Regions from separate parts of the Mus musculus genome. Here all the other regions are linked to region 1. A link is a contact called in public Hi-C and Micro-C data. All regions are on one chromosome and are shown on one strand. The core of a region is the stretch at or near the end of the contact, and the rest is flanking DNA. Distances in the headings are between cores, read along the strand shown.

Region 1 (3,617 bases), core at 326-2,825:
CGTATGCCGACTCTCCCCCTCTCTCTCATACACACACACACACAACACACACAATTACATGGACCTTGGCATCATTAACAGAGTCTAACCAATCGAGATCTTCAAAGTTTGAGGTTATGGTAGTGTTAAAATAAAGAACTGAGACATTGCTATATTCCCAGCAGCTATGGCCTGGGAATCTTAAAGTCTGAGAATTCTTGGTTGGATTCAAAGTCCTTGGGCCATCCTTGCTTGATTGGCTTTACGATACCTCCGATTAAGGCAAATTGCCTCCAAAAAGAGTTGGGAGCTTAGTCAGGGTTTCTATTCCTGCACAAACATCATGACCAAGAAGCAAGTTAGGGTGGAAAGGGTTTATTCAGCTTACACTTCCATGCTGCTGTTCATCACCAGGGAAGTCAGGACTGGAACTCAAGCAGGGCAGGGAGCAGGAGCTGATGCAGAGGCCATGGAGGGATGTTCTTTACTGGCTTGCTTCCCCTGGCTTACTCAGCCTGCTCTCTTATAGAACCAAGACTACCAGCCCAGAGATGGCACCACCCACAAGGGGCCTTTCCCCCTTTATCACTAATTGAGAAAATACCCCACAGCTGGATCTCATGGAGACATTTCCTCAACTGAAGCTCCTTTCTCTGTGATAACTCCAGCTGTGTCAAGTTGACACAAAACTAGCCAGTACAGGAGCACAGACCCACAGAGTGGGCTAATGCTGAGAGGCCAGTTTCCACAGGCGAGGAGGACACCGTGAGCTGTTGTCACATAGTTTCTAGAGTCACCCAGAGCTCCACTTCCTGGTGGCGAGAGGTCACAGTTCTGAAAGATGTGCTGCTTGTTGACTCGTTCCGTGCATTTCCGGTGTGGATCTTGTGCCTTTCATTCAAGTTACTGACTCAGCTTAACCCTGCTTAGCTTGCAAGACCTTTCAGGGAAGTCAGAGCACGAGATGCAGTCACTGCAAGTTGTCACACATGATTAAGTAGCCAGAGGGAGTGATTTATGTGGAAAGATTAAAATCCCTAAATATGTATGGCCATGTGCTACTCTGATTGAGTGGGGCTTTGGGTATTTGGAAACTGCCCTGTGGGAAGTCTGCAGATTTCCACAGGGTGGGTGGGTGGGAAGTATTACTTTCAAGGGTTGACAGGCCACGTGGGTGGCAGAAATGTGACTATATGAAAATAGGGTGCTGCTTCCTGCTGGAGCCGAGCAGCTCAGATTCAAACAGGAAATTCTCGGGCATTATTTTGTCAGATTGGCTCTGGAACACTTCACCCGTGAAGGTGATATTCTGTGCCATCCGTTCTGTTCTCATCTCTGACCTTCCTGCTCTGTGGGTGGGGCTTCCTCCCCTTCTTCCCACTGTCTGTCCATGAACACCACTCCCTGCGTGCTTTATTCCTGCTTTGTTACTGACAACATCCTTACTAGCCTTCTTCCACCAGATCAGTCAAATAGACTATGAAGAGCCCTGACTTTGTTAGTCCTGGACTTACTATGTCCTAATCATAATCTTCCAGGTCACTCAGGATGCCACTGACCAAGCCATTAGTAATGGCTGGGATGACTTATGTAAGCAAGGATGTGGGGTCATCAAATAGAGTAAGAAGGCTGAAGCCACAGACAGAAGGACCAGCCTGAGTCACCACATTAAGACTAACGGGAGTGAAAGAGAAGCACTTTAGTAGTCTCACAGCATGGCAACAACCCCCTGGAGATTAGGCTTAAACAACAGAAACATTCTCTCAAGTTGTGGAGTCTGAAAGTCTCAGATCAGCTGCTATCTCATTTGGTTTCTGGCTTACCTTCTCAATATATGATCACATGGCAGAAGAGGAAGCTTTGGTATCTCTTCCCATCTGTGTATAATGTGTGCGCATATGTGTGTGTGTGTGTGTGTGTGTGTGTGTGTGTGTATGTACATGTACACAGGTTGAAGGGAAACTTCAGGTATTGCTTCTGCATCATCTTCTACCTTTTGAGACAAGGTTTCTGATTGGTCTGGAACTTTACCATGGCCAAGTTAGCTGGCCAGAGAGCGAAGAAACCTGCTTCTCTCTGACCCCCATAACTGGACTGAGTTCTGGATTATTTGACCTAAGGTCCTTATGCTTACAAGGCAAGTAAGCACTTTACTGACTGAGCCATCTTCCTGGCCTTTCCTCTTTTTATCAGAGTCTTATTCGCACACTGGAGTCTTATATCCGAGACTATATCTAGGCATAATTACCTCCCAGATTCTATCCCATTGGGACATAAGCTTTAGTATGTGACTCTGAAGCTGCTAGTGGTGGAGGGACCAGAGAGACACAGTTTTTAGTTTATGATGGAATACCTGAGTCCATGTCATGGTTTGTACAACCTGGTTACTTTATCATCAACACACTGAACACAAAGATGTTTTCCTAGCAGTTTTCTCTGAAGAATGAGCCAAAGGTAATGTATCTGTGTTTCTTCCACGCATCAGCAGGCTTCCTGAAGTCTACTGAAACTTGTGCATTCTTTCATTCTTCCCTTGATGGAGCTTGTGCTCCAGCCTGGTGGCACCCATATCATACCATGTCCTATGTCGTCACTGACCCTTTATTTCTAGATTATCTTCATGCTTACTAAGATTGTCTGCCACACTTTGCTTTTCTGATCATATCTACCTTAAAAGTCATCTCCTCTAGGAGGCCCTCTGGGATTGTGTTAAAAGCACCAAAGTGCCTTATATTTATCTGCATGTGGCAGAGAATTCAGTATCATATTTGTTTGAATTTTGTTTGTTTGTTTGTTTTGAGACAGGGTTTCTCTGTATAGCCCTGGCTGTCCTGGAACTCTCTTTGTAGACCAGGCTGGCCTTGAACTCAGAAATCTGCCTGCCTCTGCTCCCGAGTGCTGAGATTAAAGGCGTGCACCACCACGCCCAGCTTGTTTGAATTTTTGCTATCCCTTCTATCCTATGAGCTTTGGTCTATTGTTTTGGGTACATGAGGTCTAGCATACTGTTGACCACAAGGTAGATGATTAGTAAAGTTCAGCAAATTCATATATTTGCAGGATGAATAAGTGGTGGCATACAAGAGGATTCTAGCATGATAGTGTGTGTGTGTGTAAGCATCCATGGGATAAGAAGGCATGGGATCTCAGATGATGGGGCATTTTAAATGTCTATTTTATTGGACAACTGAAAACATGCATATATTTAATCATTTAGCCACAGTTGTTTTAGTTTTTTTTCATTGTTTTATTTTTATTTTTAGCATATATAAGAAATTAATGTAATAAACCAAATACATGGACAATAAATATAAGAATCATATGATCATCTCAATGGAAGCAAAAAAAAAAAAAAGTAAAGAAAAAGTCTTTGATAAGATTCAACATGCCTTCTTAATAAAAGCCCTAGAACAAGTAGGACTGTAGGAAGCATATTTTAGCATAATAAAGGTTATGTATGGCAAACCCATGGCCAATAACATCCTAAATGAATAAAACCATTAATAAGCCTCTTTAACATCAGGAATGGGAGAGGACTGTCCACTGTCCCTACTGCTCATCCATAATGTAATTGAAGCATTAGCTGGAGCAATAAGGCAAGAGAAGGGATACAAATGAAAAAATATTAAGCCAAATTA
Region 2 (3,617 bases), core at 838-3,337, 180 kb after region 1:
AATGTAGTCTGGTTGGTGAGTCAAAAAGAAAGATGACATCATTTTCATGTCAGGCTCAGGATATGTGCTTGTGTCTGCAGGGGTGACAGAGTGCAAAAAGAGGAAAACCCAAGATCCTTCCCTTCCAAGGTGGCATGAAGGCCCCTCCCCCGTCCTCCTCTTTCAATCCAATCTGGCTTCTCCTGAGGGAGTTATTAATGTGGGACACAGCCTGGCTCCTTCCCTTCTGTCTCCTCATATAAATCCAACTAATTAATTTACTTTAACAAGAAGAATCATTTTTTCTCTCAATCTTTGTTGTCGTTGTTAGAGCTTGGTTTTCCCTTACTGCAAAGCCAAACCATGGCTGCTTTCATCCTTTCTCTTCCAAGTTCATCTGTGCCAGGCCCAGCACATGAAGATCTCTTATTCTACAAAGGCAGATCCACCACTCTAAACTGGGAGAGAAGGACCCTTTGTGTTAGGATTAAGTGAGGAAAAAGTCCTAGAAGAAGAGGAAAGGGTGAGATTCTACTTTCTCCCAGGTTAATCTGGCAACAGGCAAATGGAAAGAATAGCTCATGCATGGAAGCCAGTCAGCATGAGGAGATTTACACGAGTTTTCAAAATCTCCAGTACAAACAAGTTGGCCCCAAACCAAATTACATCAAGATAAGTTTAAAGCTCTTACTTGCCCTTTCATGGCGACTCCAGAATCAAAGCACCTCCTTCTATATGACAGTGAGTGTTCTAATCAAGGGAACAGAAAGGCAGAAGTGGAGAACAAAGTGAGAGGACTGCTCATTTCTCTCTTCTGATTTTTTTTTAGGAGGTCAGATAAGCAACCTAGTTCTGTCTTGGTTGAGTGACGCCATTTGGTTTGGGCTGTTGGATGTGGTGCAGTAAGGAATTCAGTACAAACCAATGGCTTGGGGGTTTTTGTTTGTTTGTTTGGTTGGTTTTGTTTTTTATTAAAAACAAGTACACGGAATAGCACATAGCAGTAGCATAGTATTGGCTATTTTTTGTTAAATCTTCTATCTCCTTTCGATGTTTGAATAGAAAACCCTGCCAGAAATATGTCACTTATTGTCAAATAACTGTCTCTCTGTCTTCACCACACTTGAGGAGAGCAAGACTATATGGGCTCAGATTGCTGTTCCAGGTAATGGTGTCAGCATACAGAAGTTGAAGGTTGCTTTTACAAAGGAAATCAGGAGGAAATGGAACTGGGACAAAACCAAGTGTCTCTCTCTCTCTCTCTCTCTCTCTCTCTCTCTCTCTCTCTCTCTCCTTTCCCTCTCTCTTCCTCCCTCCCTCCCATCTCCGCCTCTTCCTCTTCTTTCTGTGGAAGTGTCAATCTTTTAAAAGCCCCCTCCCCCAATAAAAGTAAAAGGAGAATCCGGAGGAGCAAGTGCCAGCCTGCCCATTCACACTCATCTGGGGAGAGGGGTTGGAAACTGCTAATGGAGGGGCCAGCTGCTATGGAAACTCTGCCAGGCTCCAGCGAGGGGCTTTTACTTGCCACTGAAACCCTCACTCTTGGCTTCAGCTAGAGCATGACTAAAGACACCAGGGGGGCGATCCTGAAACACTGGATAGAAATAAACCCCATTCCTGGGGCGAGGCAGCTAGCTCAGTTTACTTTTTGACTTAGTCTGGAAAAACAAAACAAAACAAAACAAAACTTAAAATACAGGCAAAATCTCTCTCCCTCTTAGGACCTGAGACCTTTGAAAGTCAGACTTTGTGTGTGTGTGTGGGGGGGGGGGGGTTAAGGATTAGAAACTTCCTTCTTCCCTCCCTTGCCTTGAAAAAAATATCCAACCAATATCAGTTTTAAGTATGCAGATATGCAGTTTGTGACATTACAGAGCAAAAAAGGGAGAGAGGAAGGGATAGGAGATAGTTCATCTTCATTGTCAATTAACTTAGATTAACTTAGGAGCCTCCTCTCTGAGCATGTCCATGAGGGCATTTCCATGAAGGTTTAACTGGAGCGGGCGATACAGCCTGAACTTGGTCAGTACCATTTTATGGACTGGGGTGCTGAGCTGAATAAAAAGGAGGAAGTGAGGGAGAGAGCGTGCTGAGTGCCAGCATTCATCGCAGTCTGCTTCCTGTCCACAGCTACCCTGTGGCCAGCTGCTTCACTCTCCTGCTGCCACAGCCCAGGCAGTCCTGCCTTGCTGGACTGCACTCACAGCTGGGTGCCAAGATAAACCATCTCTCTGGCGGGGTTGGGGGTCCCGTGTACCTCTCATTTAGCCCAATAACCAAAACAGCTCAGAGATGAAGTAGCTATCTTCTTCATCTTGTGAGTCTCTATTAATGGGTTCTTTCACGGATGGACTCATACTGCTATATTCAGCCTAAGCCAAATGGTTACTATTACCAAAGTAAAGATGCTACGAGGTGTAAGTATTTCTCATTCTAGAAGAAAAAGGAGAATGTTGTCCAATGAACTACCCTTTGGGGGAAGTTTGTTCTTGAGTGACTTGGATATCTCAAAGTGAATTAAGTAGTACTGGCAGCCTATTCAACCCCTTTTGCTCTGAAATGTTTTGAGGACATATATGGGCTCAGAACAGCACATGGCATAATGTATATCATCAGTGAATTCTAGCAATTTTGATGGATATCATTATTAAATTATAAAACTCTAAAGAGTTTATAACCACAGCATCTTACAGATGGAGAAACTGAGGCAAAGGGCATCTGAAACCTCGCTAAGGTCACATCGCCAAGCCAAAAAAAAATTGATGATCCAAGCAATAGGTCGTTCTTTTATTTAGTTTACAACTAAAATACTTTGTTAACTTTCACTGAAGAAGTTAATATAAGATCATGGATTTCTCTTCCCTCCTCCCTCCCTCCCTCCCTCTCTCTCTCTACACACACACACACACACACACACACACACACACACACATACATGCACACACACATGCACACAATACACTTCTTACATAGGGAATTCATACTTAAAGCAAACATAACACATACTGAAAGCCGGACATGTGTCACACTAGAAGCATTCCAATCCCTTTGGTAGTGATGGAGTCCTTAATTACCATGTGCCACTGCTGTTAACCTCTGCAAAAAAGTCTAATTATCAGAGATTAATGAACAGAGCTTAGGCACATGTGAGGGAGTGTTGCTGAGGGGTTTTCATTTCTGCATTTCATTATCTCCATCAATACTGCTGTTCCTCATGGACATGTTACAGAATTATTATTATTATTATTATTATTATTATTATTATTGTTATCACTTTGAGCTATGTTCTGTGAAACATCAAAAACAGAGAGCCTTTGAAAGAGCTCAGGGCAAGAATTTCTTTCCAGGAAATCTTTAGGAAGTCTGTAAACCGGGTGGCTGCTGCTGGCTGTTCACTGATGAATCATGCCACGTCGGTTCATAGGGAATAAAGCTTAGACGGTCGCCAAGGAAACAGGGTGATATTTTGGAAGTATCTGAAACCACAGTAAAATTTCTAGGAAAAAAAATCAATGTCTTAGTCAAGAGTCGGGTCAATCTTATCTTTGTCAGGGTGAGTAACAGTAATGCAAACGCAGGTCCAATTCTTCATTCCTGTCTGCAGCAAAATCTAAAACCACACATGTTGGACTGGGATG
Region 3 (3,617 bases), core at 584-3,083, 150 kb after region 1:
GAGATGACAAAACAGAGGTGGCTCTAACAGGTTGTCTTTAAAAGCCAATGTAGGTTTGTGATCAGAGCGTTTGGTCTCTGTAAACTCCCATCCTTAGTCTTGTGGAGAACAAAAAAACTTCCAGGGTAGGAGAGCAATTTACAATCCAACATGGAGGTTGTAGGGCTGGGGGTAGGTGTACAGGCAAACAAAGTAGTTCATTGAACTCAAGACCAAGGAGCCCCTCCCCAAACTTCTGATACTTTGTGGTTTTATCTTTTTACTAAACCACAAGCCTAATGTCCATGCAGATGGACCTACCGTGTGTGCCTCTCCCTTCCTGGGAACAGGTAGATGTAAGGGTCAGTGTGTTAGCCACCAGCCCTTTCTGAGAGCTCAGCCTCTTTCTAGAACATGCTTAATGTTATCCGTCCGTGTACTTTACTGGTGTTTAGGAGAAGAAAGCAAACAAAAATAATGGACAGGACAGTGCAGGGATATTGTAAGTGTTTTCTTTACAAGCATTTGGAGATGAGAAGGGTAAACGATCTATTTCCTCACAGAGGACCCTATACATTAGAGCTAAACTAATATTTGGAGGATGATGATCGTGAAAATTTTAAAGGAATCCCTCTGGGGTTGGGATAGAGAATGCTTCTACATAAGATAGATATTTACAGCTAAATGGAAAGAGCAGAAGGTAGAGGAAACAGGCCACGGGGCTCCCTAGACTTGCCATGTGTTCTTATACATCATGGTCCTTTCTTTGAGAATATATAGCTTTTTGTTCTATCCCCTTTAGCCCTTGCCCTTGTACCTGTGTCTCCTGCCTTCTTTCCACCCTCCATGTACTGTTGTCTCAGGGGGCTAAGTGTCCTAGATGCTCACTGGTTTGGGAAGAAGAGCTGTTCTTCCTGACTTTAACACTGTCAGGTTTCCCAATACACATGAAGCCTGACTGAAGAGTCAAGTTCTGAGCTTGAGTAACAAGGGGCCTGATCTGTCTCATTCCTCTTCCCATTCTTAGCATATTCTTTCTTCTCTCTTCCCTGTGCACTCAGGATTTACCTCAGGAGCTGCCCTCAGGACCACGGGAAGTGCCCAAATATCTCTGGCACAGTTGTAACTGAAACTGTTGCAGGTGGCTAGCTGCCATGAGAGCCACTCAGTTAGGTGACATGGTATCCATGGGAGGGGGCAGGGCGGGGCGGGGGAGAAGGAAGAAGAAACAGGGACATCAAAAGAAGAGAGGTAGGCAGATCAGGACCGGGTTTCTTGATCATTCATTTCCAAACGGGATGGCAGAGTCTGAGAATGCGCAAGGTCCAGGCCTGGCGTGAGTCAGCACCAGGGCTGCCTACTGCCAGTTGATTACATTAGCGTTAGTTAGAAGCCAGGAAGGAAGAGGAGATGCTGTATGTAGGATAGATGGAGAAGGAAGAAAATTGTCTTCATATCTTTTGAATTATTTATGACCTGGAAGTTTACATGCTAAAGTCTAACCGTAGAGACCTGATGGGGAGGGCTGGGAAGAGAGCTCTCCCTTCCCTTAAAGCCACAGAGCGCATGCTTTGGGTCCCCATGGAGGACCAGGAGAATGCTAACAATGACAGAATCTCTTGGAGAAAGTGGAGCCCTCTTAATTTGTATTGTGACCTTGAAAGCAGAAACGCAGCCCAGAACCCTACTGCCATCGGGCGCAGGACCGCAGATTTCCCAGGAGCCTCTGGAGCGACGGACATAAACCTGTGAAAGCACCGTACTTTGATTTTGTCGAGTGGTAACACAGGATGACTGTCAGATCAGTGGACAAAGGAGATCTTCGCCTCTGGCTTCCAGCCAGATGGGAGAGAAACAAAGACTTCAGAGCCCTGGCTTTCCATCCCCCACCCTCTCCCTCCTCCCTGTGTTTTTCTCTTCCTGCCTTAACCACTTAGAGACCATGCTTGGGATAGAGCCTGCTGACTGCTCTTATGTTTTGGGAAATCATGTCTAATCACACGTATCCCTGTGAATTATGTCAGAAAGGGGCCCTTCCTTTTGAGAAGTGTTTAAATGTAGAAGAGAAAGCCTTCCACCATGCCTGCTGCAGAGGCGGCTTGTGGCTAGGGATGCACTCCAGTTGGGTGCCTGAGTGGCCTTGTGGGCATCTTTGTTTATGGTTCCTCTGACTACTGAGGGCAGTGTAGCAATCTGAATGCCCACCAGAAGGAGTTGCCTCTGATCCTCACCCAGATTTGAAGCTTTTGTCTGGGAGCCCCCTCTAAGAGGCAGAGACTCTAGGTCTGTTTCCAGTTGCAGGACAGGGTTTGTCTCTTCAGCCCACAGACCTCAGTGCAGTCTAAGGTTTCCACTGAAGTAAAGCCTAAGAGGCAATGCCTCTATCCCGGGGGCACTGGAAAAGGAAGAGGAAGGAAAGAGTGCTGACTGGTGGCCAACAGGCTCAAGGTGGCAGATACAGGACTAGCAGCAAAGAGCTGGACAGATGCTGCGTTGGAAGAGAAGTAGCAACAAGGCCGTTTCTTTGCATCATCACCACTGCTCAGTCATCCCTCCATGTAAACAACAGAGACAAGCCGGCTCCAGGGCTGATCCTCCAGCAAGAGCCACTTTTTGCAGTCAGTAGTGTTAAGTCCGGTATCTCTACCTCTGTAGTAAGGGCAGAAAGGAGCTGGTGCTTGCTGTAGACTGGGTAGATGCAGAACGAGTCAATGAGAGGCTCACACACATTCCTCATGAAAAAGCAGAAAGGAATACAGTATTGAACTTTCGCATGGGTTTCCCCTCCACCCCACTGCAACACCCAGGAACCTACGTGTCCCAGACCCTGTGAGGGGAGGGATTGATTCCTGCTGCCCAGATACCAAGCAGTACCTACTTCTCCATAGCTACATGGAATAAATTGAGGTCATTTTCATAATTTAGGCAAAAGCCTCCCTTTCCACTTGAATTACTGAGATATTTTAGGCAAGTGCAGCTTTAAAAAAAATTAAATAGCAGAACTTGCGTTTGGGAACTCATTAAAAAGCATTGAGACTTCCTGTATTATATCAGTTATAAACAACTGGGAAGAGAGAGGTCGCTTTTTTTTTTTTCTTTTAAGGAAATTATCTGGAAAATTACCCAGGCTTTTACTTCCTCCTTCTAGATGAGATCTGCTCAGGTTGCTTTCAAGACAGTGGCCTCATTAGAGTAAGCTTACATGATAAAACCAGGGAAATGAAAGGGCCAGACTCTGCTCTCTGGCTTGGCTCCTTTTGGCTTTCACTGTTTCCTTTCTGGTCATGCCTGCTTCTTCTTCCCTTGTGAGGAAGAAGCCCACCCTACATTCGAATTTTTCCCACTGGAATGCACTGAAAATTAATATTGCTGAGAGACAGACCAGGAGGACCAGAGAAGCCTGTCGCGGTCTCCATAAGAGCCTTTATCAGTTTTATTTTGCTTGCTACTCTGTGCTGACATTGAGATATTGCTTGAAATCTTTCTAAAAGATCTCCTTTATTTTTCTGCCCCACCCCCACCCGACCACAAATGATAGAAAACTGTACTGTGCTAAATTCAAGAAAGGCATATGTTTGCCTGTCCATCAACTCGGCTGCCAGGGTTGAACATGATGTTTATAATGGCTCAGTGAATGT

What was found. Hi-C and Micro-C count contacts between places; a contact is called where the count stands out from the background.
Region 2: a Micro-C map of macrophages shows a contact between it and region 1, with 4 times the contacts expected there. The contact joins two enhancer-like sites. A contact is called at or near these places in 5 of 484 Hi-C or Micro-C datasets (the N1E-115 cell line, bone marrow-derived macrophages, embryonic stem cells and 1 more), 2 of 115 datasets of contacts at active chromatin or transcription factors (bone marrow-derived macrophages and microglia) and 1 of 9 other capture datasets (bone marrow-derived macrophages).
Region 3: a Hi-C map of the N1E-115 cell line shows a contact between it and region 1, with 2.0 times the contacts expected there. The contact joins two enhancer-like sites. A contact is called at or near these places in 2 of 484 Hi-C or Micro-C datasets (the N1E-115 cell line and liver) and 1 of 115 datasets of contacts at active chromatin or transcription factors (fibro-adipogenic progenitors).

Annotation. Positions count from the first base shown.
Region 1 is chr1:64,372,134-64,375,750 of GRCm38.p6, reverse strand. No RefSeq gene overlaps it. Among named protein-coding and RNA genes, the nearest start is that of Gm35803, 95 kb to the right of the region's middle. Within about 2 kb of position 1,575, at least 34 of the 459 cell types and tissues checked have an H3K27ac peak or open chromatin away from gene starts, as enhancers often do. A contact at or near this core is called in the N1E-115 cell line, bone marrow-derived macrophages, macrophages and 1 more, where this site is marked.
Region 2 is chr1:64,188,146-64,191,762 of GRCm38.p6, reverse strand. All of the region lies in intron 1 of Gm35880 (a long non-coding RNA gene), which reads right to left. Among named protein-coding and RNA genes, the nearest start is that of Gm39654, 66 kb to the left of the region's middle. Within about 2 kb of position 2,087, at least 105 of the 459 cell types and tissues checked have an H3K27ac peak or open chromatin away from gene starts, as enhancers often do. A contact at or near this core is called in bone marrow-derived macrophages, macrophages and microglia, where this site is marked.
Region 3 is chr1:64,222,162-64,225,778 of GRCm38.p6, reverse strand. All of the region lies in intron 1 of Gm35880 (a long non-coding RNA gene), which reads right to left. Among named protein-coding and RNA genes, the nearest start is that of Gm39654, 32 kb to the left of the region's middle. Within about 2 kb of position 1,833, at least 60 of the 459 cell types and tissues checked have an H3K27ac peak or open chromatin away from gene starts, as enhancers often do. A contact at or near this core is called in the N1E-115 cell line, where this site is marked.